Regions from separate parts of the Mus musculus genome. Here region 2 is linked to region 1. Evidence: chromatin contacts called from public HiChIP or PLAC-seq data. All regions are on one chromosome and are shown on one strand. The core of a region is the stretch at or near the end of the contact, and the rest is flanking DNA. Distances in the headings are between cores, read along the strand shown. Region 1 holds the start of Blzf1 (basic leucine zipper nuclear factor 1). Region 2 overlaps Gm32652 (a long non-coding RNA gene).

Evidence for each region. HiChIP or PLAC-seq counts read pairs in DNA pulled down with a chosen protein or histone mark.
Region 2: a contact with region 1 is called in an H3K4me3 HiChIP or PLAC-seq map of pro-B cells, with 7 times the contacts expected there. The contact joins the enhancer-like site here to the promoter of Blzf1 in region 1. A contact is called at or near these places in 10 of 39 promoter capture datasets (the 3T3-L1 cell line, 3T3-L1-derived adipocytes, cranial neural crest and 6 more), 9 of 115 datasets of contacts at active chromatin or transcription factors (acute myeloid leukemia, embryonic basal ganglia, embryonic forebrain and 4 more) and 2 of 9 other capture datasets (liver and macrophages).

The regions. Positions count from the first base shown.
Region 1 is chr1:164,305,234-164,310,061 of GRCm38.p6, forward strand. It overlaps Blzf1 (basic leucine zipper nuclear factor 1), which reads right to left and starts at 2,251. Exons shown (of 7, transcript NM_001160209.1): 1 at 1,914-2,251; 2 at 1,206-1,283. The coding sequence starts at 1,245. Nme7 (NME/NM23 family member 7) reads left to right here and starts at 2,439. Exons shown (of 14, transcript NM_138314.4): 1 at 2,439-2,521; 2 at 2,827-3,017.
Region 2 is chr1:164,868,020-164,872,847 of GRCm38.p6, forward strand. It overlaps Gm32652 (a long non-coding RNA gene), which reads right to left. Exons shown (of 5, transcript XR_865700.2): 3 at 4,016-4,132. Gm20743 (predicted gene, 20743) reads left to right here. Exons shown (of 5, transcript NR_040303.1): 4 at 2,119-2,247; 5 at 2,535-3,419. Among named protein-coding and RNA genes, the nearest start is that of Gm20743, 7.3 kb to the left of the region's middle. Within about 2 kb of position 2,917, at least 33 of the 459 cell types and tissues checked have an H3K27ac peak or open chromatin away from gene starts, as enhancers often do. A contact at or near this core is called in pro-B cells, where this site is marked.

The sequences.
Region 1 (4,828 bases), core at 1,001-3,500:
CTGGCTGTCCTGGAGCCCTCATTTTACAGTTTTGAGACAGCATCTGCCTAGGTTGCCCATGCTAGCCTTGAACTGACTCTGGAGCCCAAACAGGGTATGAATTTGTGATCCTCCTGTCTCAGCCTCCCAAGTAGCTGGAATCACAAGCCTGTGCCACAAGGCCCAGCTTTAGTGTTTTCAATGTCACCATTATCACCTAGTAAAGTTTAGCTATTCCATTAGAAAAGTATGCTACCGACAATCATATTAACCTTTATAAAGGTGATCCCCAGCCCTCTCCTCCAGTCCAGTGGTCCCCAACCTTCCGAACGCTGAGATCCTTTAATACAGCACCCCGTGTGGTGGTGACCCCAACAGCACACTTCGTTGCTACTTCAGAACTATAATTATGCTACTGTTTTGTATATATGTAATGCAAATATCTGATACGTGGGGGTCATGGCCCACATATTGAGAACCTCTGTTCTCTAGGCTCTGGATAAACAGTTGCTTGATCAAATGCGTGTGCACACTTATGCATGAAGCACAGCTTCTGGTGTTTCACAGTATACACTGGTTTCCTAACAGTGCTAAGAAATGCCTGTATAACCAATCCAACCCAGCATTTCCAAATTCATTTGTTCATAGAATCATTTCCACCTGATCCTTATTATTTAAATGCCCCAGACCTTACTATCTGTTTGCTAAATTAACTGTCATCACTGTATTTTTAATGTACAAGTCTACAATTTTAATATTTAGTTAAATTGTTTATTTTAGGTTTGCGATGAGCCCTATAGGTAATGGTCCACCCCTCCTATGATGGCAGTGCTATTCACATGCTTGAGAGAAAGTTCTGTTGTTATACTGACAATCACATTGCTCTCCCGAGACAGTTAAAGGATGCAGACAAGTGACATCAAATATAGGTATAGTTTTCATTGATCCATGTAGCACAAACATCTGTTTTCACTAACAATAGTTACAGTGTAGTAAAAATAAAACGAACAGTTGTATTACCTGCCTTACTAGATAATCAAGGGGGAGCTCTCTGAGTTCAAGGCCAATGAGTTCTAGGGCAGCCAAGGCAACCCAGAGAAACCCTGTCTCAAATAACGCCCTCCTACTCCAAAATAAACCCAAAACACAACCCTCCCCCCCAAACCAAAAAAGCAACCAATCAAACAAAAAACCAAATCAATTATTATCAAAACAAAAACACTTACCTTTGTTTTCCGAACTTTTAAGGGTAGTCATTTTTTCCATAACTAATGAGAATACAATCCAAGACTTTCACCGAAGACCTAGAGATGTATACATACGAAAGAATTAAAGCAATAACAATATATTCAGAGAATGCATCTACTTTAAAAGTTATTTTTTAATTGTTTCTGTCTTTAGTACCCACGTTCTTCATTATTTCCTTTTGACGGGCTGTAATGTATACCTGTTAAATAATGAAAACCCAGGCATAGGTTTAAGTGGTCTCTGGAGTCTAGACTGTAGAATAGGTGACCACACGTCCTAAAAGCTGACTGTTCCTAGATGTATACGATTCAGTACCCGGTCTAACTTCCTGAACATCACAAATCCTTGCCCTGGGAATGCATCCTGAAACTCTATCCAATGGCAAACAGAGACTTTAAAGTCAGAAACTTCGCTGGGACCATGCGATGCCGATGAGCAAGTGTCCTTGTCTAAGAAACACCGGGTGAAGGTGTGGGGAGGCATGGGTGCCGAGTTTAAAAGGAGAGGAGGTGGAAAAATTAAGCCTGTCAGCCTCATTCCCCAGGAGTATGAGCCCAAGTTTGTCCCTGTCAGGAGGAGCCTCTTCCCAGAACAACCTTTAAATCCCAAACCAATGGCTGCCGAACTCCAGCCCAGACCATCCTCTTCCCACCGCGTCCGGCACACGGGCCGGCTCCAGGACTTACCTGTGATATCCTTACTTCAATGTCCACCGCTCAGGCTCTTCACTCGCTCAGCAGCCGGCTGACTTGTAAACTCCCCTGGCACTCGGAAGCCAACCCGCCCAAGCCTCCCTGACACGCAGCGCCTCGCTCACTCTAATCACTTCCTATTACACAGGGTTTCATTTCCGGAATGCTCTTCTGAAGGACAAGGACCAACTGACACTTCGTGCTGTGTGTAAAATGAAGAGAGACAGGGTCTACTATGTATCGGCTCGGAAAGCGAAAACTGGAAGATATCTACTTAAAAAAAAAGTACCAATAGATAATGCAAGCGGTATGGACGCTTAAACTTCCGGGTCACTACCAGCCAGACGGAAGTGAACGCGTTGGAACGGAGAAGGTGGCGTCGCGTTGCCCCAGGCGATGAGGCAAAGGGTGGATCTTTGAGTGAATGGGCGGGGCCTAATTACTCCCAGCCAATGGAGACGAAGCAGCTTCGAGGCGGCGTCTTCGAAGCAGTGGCTGGAGGAAGGCGGGGCTTGCGTTGCCAGAGTAACCGGATCATTGGTGGTGGTGTAGTCTTCCTGTGTACAGGAATCTATTTCCTGTGCTGAGATCTACAAACTATGGTAAGTGTTATAGGGAGGCCCTATGAAAGGCTCCGAGACCCTGGTTACGGAACATCCAAGTCTTTGGGCGATTGGGCACCCCGCCTTTCATCACCTCTTACCTCGCTAGGAGCAGTTCCTTCTGCCTCTGCGCACCCCTTTTCTTGCAGCACCCTAATTTCCATTTTAGCGCCACTAAGACCTCAAGCTAGAGCAATGTAACAGAAAGTAAATGGGGGTGATATGGAATCTAAGAAAACCCGATGAGAATTATTTCGAATAAACCGTTTATAAGCTTGCATTGTTTATCTTTTTCGTTTTTCAAGCTTGCAGACCCTTATCGACGTGGTGCTGTCTCAACACTAACTTGGATCTGAATCTCCCTGAGTGCTGGAGTCAGTTCTCCCAAGCGGTGGAGTTCTACCTTGCATCTCCTACCAGGACCGCTTAGTAATAGCTGTCTGCTGGCTCAGCGTCTAGTTCATTTCATACTTTCCAGATCACTGTGTTTTAGCAGGTATGTTTTTCAGGATTACTTGGAGAGTTCTAGCATTCACCAACACCACCATAAATTATGACTGAATAGGAATGGGGCTTGATACTTTGCGTTTTAATAAGCCTTTAGATGGTTTTAATGTACCCATTGCTCTAGTGCACAGAGTTCTAGTTAACTCATCTTTAGTCATCTCTGCACTTGTGCGTGGTGGACGGGACAGAGCAAAATGTTGCCTTCAGGTGGGTGTAGCTGTGACTTAGCAAGAGGCATCTGCACAATGAGGCTTTCTCATTGACTGACGTTCAGCAGTCCTTTTTGTTAACCAATCTGGTCCTTTGGTACCAAAGAGACCTTTTCAAACCTTTACTTCACAGACCCAATCTCTTTCCTCCCTCTTTTCTCCTTTCTAGGCACTTGACAGAATCTAAGAGGCAATGTATTCAGTATTGGATTCCAAATAATCAATGATTTTACCTATTCTGTAGCCTCGTATTTCTACTTTAACGAAGGAAGTGTGGAAGTGACCGTTCATCTGTTTTGCTCTTGATTTCTCTTGCTCCCATCTATTGTAACCATTTGTGGCATGAAGTTAGTTAGCATTTGATCTGGTGTGTGTGTGTGTGTGTGTGTGTGGTGTATGCTGATTTTGTTTTGTTTTGTTTTGTTTTTCGAGACAGGATTTCTCTGTATAGCCCTGGCTGTCCTGGAACTCACTTTGTAGACCAGGCTGGCCTCGAACTCAGAAATCCGCCTGCCTCTGCCTCCCAAGTGCTGGGATCAAAGGCGTGCGCCACCTCGCCCAGCTAAGCTGATTATTATATAAGTACTTTTCTTACTGTGACTCATGATTCATCAAAATCAAAACTTGGTCCTTGAGCATGAAGAGTGGAATTCTCCGGGCATGCAGGCTTACCTTAGAGACAGTCCTCTTACTGTTTGGTAGAAAAACTGGGGCTGGGGGTGGGGTGGGGTGGGGTGGGGGAGGCCTAAAAACAGTTAATTAAAAATCTCAGGGTTCCCCCTCCCCTCCATTTGCTGTCAGTCCTTTCTGAGAAGCAGCAAAATGTTTTGAAAGGAGGGGAAGCTAGATGTCCTTCCCTCCGTGTGCAGTCTGGGCACAGGCAGACAGATGTATGTGGCAAAGGCCGATAGGGTGATAGTGTCTGTGGAGGATGGAGGTTGTTCACTGACATAAGTATATAACCAGCATTGGGGGTGGCTCCGTTGGTGAAGCACTTGTCTTGCAAGCGTGAGGACCTATATTCAGTCCCCCAAATGCACTCAAAACAAAAGCTAGACATGGTGGCATGTGCCTGTAATCCCAGCACTGGAGAGATGGAGACAGGTGGATCACTGGTTGGCCAGCCTATCCTATTTAGTACATTCCAGGCCTGTCTCAAAAACCAAACAAGTAGTAACAAAGGGACCCGTATCATACAAGGAGAGAACTAACTCCCCTAAGTTGTCCTATGACTTCTATATATGTACTCTGATACACGCATTCATGATACATAAATGTAAAATTAATGAGGAATGACACCCAAGGATATCCTCTATCTTCTACATGCATATGCATACACGTTTTTGTGTGCCCCAACACACGTGTATATACACACAATGAGTTCCAGGCAAGCCAGAGTTGTGTAGTGAGACCCTGTCTACACACCTACACACACACACACACACACACACACACACACACACACACATGGGAGAGAGAGAGAGAGAGAGAGAGAGAGAGAGGGGGGGGGGGGAGAGAGAGAGAGAGAGAGAGAGAGAGAGAGAGAGAGAGAGAGAGAGAATAAATAGTTTGACATGCAGTCAAGGTCATC
Region 2 (4,828 bases), core at 1,667-4,166, 560 kb after region 1:
ACCCATCAACCAGTCTCACTACTTGGACAAAGGAAATATTTTTCTGAATCTAATCACTTTGTACGTGGGTCAGCTCCTGCTCCAGTCCAAATGTTTTTCATCTCTCGCCCTTACCATTTGCATACTCTCTTAAAAGTGGATTCCCTAACCCTATTCTTTGTTGTCCAAAGGGACATTTTTTTTCACTGCAGCCCCTTTGAAACAACAATCAAATTCTGTTGCTTATTATCCTAAAAACATGACATACCATAAAAATCAGAACAGGCCCAGCTCCTGGCTTTCCAGTGACCTGTGACCTTGTCTCATCTGTCACCTCCCACTTTATTTCGTACCGAGATCTCTTCACTAGCCACTCTGCTCATGGTGACCACTTTGCAATCCTTTGAATTCTTAAGTTTTCCATCTCTTCAATTCCTGGCTATTATGGTTCTTTCTTGAAATTACCCTATCATGGTAGATGTGCCCTTGTTTCTACCACTGCTACCGAGGAGTCAGTTCTGATCTAGCCAACAGAAACACTCCTTTATATCACCATTCGTCCCAACTCTCTGTATCCCTTTAGCTTAGGTAATGTTCCTAGCACAATGTCCAAAACCATTTCACTTACTGCTTTACGTTGGAAAGACTTCTCTCTGTCTATAAATATTAGAAGGGGAAAGACTTGGTCCCATTTGTTGATGTGTCTATAATGACTCTAACAGTTCTGGTGGGTACTCCAAACAATATTTATCAATGAACCATGGAATGGTGGTGTCTTAGTTAGGGTTTTACTGCTGTGAACAGACACCATGACCAAGGCAAGTCTTATAAAAAACAACATTTAACTGGGGCTGGCTTACAGGTTCAGAGGTTCAGTCCATTATCATCAAGGTGGGAGCATGGCAGTATCCAGGCAGGCATGACCCAGGAGGAGCTGAGAGTTCTATGTCTTCATCCAAAGGCTGCTAGTGGAAGACTGACTTCCAGGCAACTAGGGTGAGGATCTTATGCCCACACCCACAGTGACACACCCATTCCAACCAGGTCACACCTATTCCAACAAGGCCACACCTCCAGATGGTGCCACTCCCTGGTCCAAGGATATACAAACCATCACAGGTGGGATGGATAAAAATGATCAAGGGTAATGATTTGAGGATAAGACCCAATTCCAAAGGCCTCTCTATCCTCTTATAATTCTTCTGTACTTGGTTGTCAATAAATCCTTGAAAGCCTTCTTGAATATATGTGAGGCAACATTGAACACTGTAAAGTTTTAATCAAGAAAAATGACTCTTGCTAATAACGTAAATGCTTGTTCCCTTTCTCTGCAGCAGCATTAGCATCATAATTCAGCAAAGAGCTGCTTCTGACTTGGAGAAGGTCTACACTGGATGAGGTCGAAAGGCTGGGCTTTTTTTCCTGATCATGAGGATTGCTCAGAGTCAAAAGTACAACCAGGTCAGAGGGACCTAGAGTTAGAGTAGCTTTAAGCCCTGACTGGTTACTTCCTATATATAGTGACCTTGGACAAAACACTGAAGCTCTCTTAGACTGCAGTTTATCATTCATAGACTCTGGTAAAGAGAACATGACTGTACAGTTTGAATAAAAAATTAATAGTTTTCTATGTGCAAAAGATTCATCTCTAAAGATATAGATTTTGCAAGTGATTTTTTTCCCACTTTACCCAGGACGATCTGACTTCTAACCTTTAAATTTAACATTTACAGACTTATACTTAGGTACCTATGGAAATACACCAGAGATATACTTTCAAACCCAGACCCTATTCAAGCACAAACTCTGCCTAAATTTGAGAAGCAGGAAAAGGCTCACCCAAGCATTCACATTACTTGGAAAGTTAACACTTTTTTTGGAACCAGATCTGATGTCCCCAATGTTCTCCGAGGATTCTTTTAATTCAACTGGAGGCTGCCGCCGAGTAATACAATTAGCTTCTCGTTGACAGAGCTCTTTTTCTTTGATCTCCTGTGTTCATTCTTCCAAAAGCAACTCAATTGCTTCTCCTGATGAATTTCTCACTGTATATATACTTAATAGAATTGAAAACCAGCAGGTCGCCATATAAGGAGACATCAGATGAGCTATTAAAATAACATTCTTTTTCTAAGACAGGATTTGGTCTACCTAAACCAACCTTATCTGAGTGCAAAATAGGAAGGAAGAAGTGAACAAACACGGAACTGTCCTCAAAGGCCATGCGTAGAACATTGCCACTACTGATGGCTAGTGTCCTGAATCCAGGTAGAATATTTACTTAGTTTTACCTAGAGGAGCTCTAAAGCTACATAGTCCTTCAGAGTTGTTCCAGTGTGGGGCTGGATGGAAACCTTTCTTCTCCCGCATGTACTGGCCACTACCTGAAAACAATTAGTCAATGGGCAAGGTAGAAGACAAATCCTAGAGGCAGACTCCGCTGAGAAAGGTGGATTCTATGCATCTCTAGATGCTAGTGAGGAAAGAAAGGGGGAATGTGTGCTCACTGGGATGAAGCACTTCAGCATCTTTACCTTCCATATTCTCTCCCACAGGAACTACTCAGGCTGTTTCTTACAAAAGTATCTTCATCTCTCCCTCACCGTGGACACCAAGAGTCCTAGATGACGGATTCATTGCCAGAGATGCCACATTGGAGGCATCTTACAAACGAAAAGCAGTTGCACTTTAGCTTTTCTACGTCTGTGTTCAAATCCAAAGATATCCTCATAGGTTCACGTTTGGAAGTTAATTGTACCACTGAGCAGCAGGCTCCAGTTAAATTAAGAAAATTCTTGGAGGACCGTTGGACTATCAGATCATGTTTCCCAGCAGGTGGCGCTGTTCTGAGACGCTGTGTCGCTTTAGCAGGTGGGGGTCCAGGCTGGCGGAAGTAGGAAAGCAGAACTGGGACTTGGAAAGGGTTGTTCCTAGACCTACTTCCTCTTTCACACCTGGCTTCTTGGTCAGCCAAGATGTAAACAGCCTCCACCACACACTCCAGCTGCCCTGAACTGGGTAGTCATGAATTCTTCAGGTTGGAGTGAACTCTAAAAGTACAAACTGATACACATCTTTAATACTGTGGACTGTTTCTGTCCGGCATGGTGGTCATCGAACACTAACGTATCTAGGTATGGCTACATTGCTGTCAATTACAGGAAATTAGCCAAGCTCTGTCTCTCTGTCAGAGGCCTATATGTTGTGTTAGTTGACAACAGGAAAGCACAGGAACATCCAGACCGTCAACAAGCTGCCATTCCTTGATCCCAGGCTGCATCAATCTCTTTTACATCTTTGCTGTCAAATTTCAGAGATGTAAAACTGTGGGAGTTTCTTCATAGAGCTGAGATTTATTTCATTTTCTTCATTTTTAAGATGGTCACAAGTTACCAATTTTAAAGGAACCAATGAAAGAATATGAAAATAAAACCTAATGCATAAAAAATACTGAGCCAGGTAGTGGTGGCGTGTGCCTTTAATCCCACATAACACTTGGGAGGCAGAGGCAGGCAGATTTCTGAGTTTGAGGCCAGCCTGGTCTACAGAGTGAGTTCCAGGGCAGCCATAGCTATACAGAGAAACCCTGTCTTGAAAAACCAAAAAATAAAAAATAAAAAGGAGGAGGAGGAGGAGAAAAAGGAGAAGAAGGAGGAGGAGGAGGAGGAGGACGAGGAGGAGGAAATACTGTTAGCATAAGGTGTTGAGGGCCTACAGTGTGACAATAATACCTTAATTCTACATGTACACAACCAAATGAAAACAGTAGTAAAGGTAATGGTGAACAGCATACACAGTAACTCTAGAGGACCTCAGTGTCAGAAACTAACTCCCCCTCATTCATAAGAGCAAACTGTCTCTTAAAATAAAGAAACAACAACTAATAAAGAGGATTGTTCCAGAGTCCAGTTGCTGGTGATGACTAAACACTGATCAAGTATTAAGTGTCTATCATCTAACTTAGACTATTTTCTCACCGTCTATGATCTCTAAAATCTAATCATTAAAGATTGTCGAGTTTAGATGAGTGACTCACAGGTACCATCAAGTCAGAGGTACTCCAGTGTTCACCGAGTCACACTGTGCTGGAAACGGCTCCAGGCATAGAAGAAGATATTTTCAAAATAGAGCAGCCAGGACATTATAGCAGCATCTATAACCAAGAGAGGAAACAAAGTGTGAAGTATCTCTAGATTCTTCAAAGATTCCTTTACAAATTCATTCACAAAAGGCTACAAAACAATCCATTATTTCTTCCCTTTGTCTGGCATTTTTCCTATGTTCACATGACTTCTCTGTATGCATTTCTAATATTTTTCTCCTTCCCATGTACCAAGCTTATATTAACATCTTATACTAATTTGTTATCACAAATTCAGAAACAGAGTATAGTTTCATTTAAAAGTCAGATATCTATTTGAAAGTAGAGTGAAGGAAACATGTTATCAACCACTTGTTGACTACCACCTGTTCTAAATGGATAAATGAGTAGCTTATCTTGATGCTCACCCTTATTAATAATTATCACATTTTATAACAGCAATCATTAATCTCTAGTGATTTTTTCTCTTGGAGTATATTTATGTCTTCTTTGAGTTGTTGGGGCATGTTTACAATTATTCTTTTGAGTGTTTTGTCTAGATGTTTTCTAAGTCATTCTAGGGGCATTGCTGAGGGATTGGTAACTTCAGAGGAGTTGTGTCCTGGCTTTTCATGTTGTTCTTTCTGCTCTGGTACTTGGACATCTGGAGTTTGCTAATTGGTTGAGCCTTTGGGGGTGTTTTGTTTTGTTTTGTTCTCCCCTTTGTGTTCAAGTTGTCTTTCTTCTTTCTGTGGATATGTTTGCAAT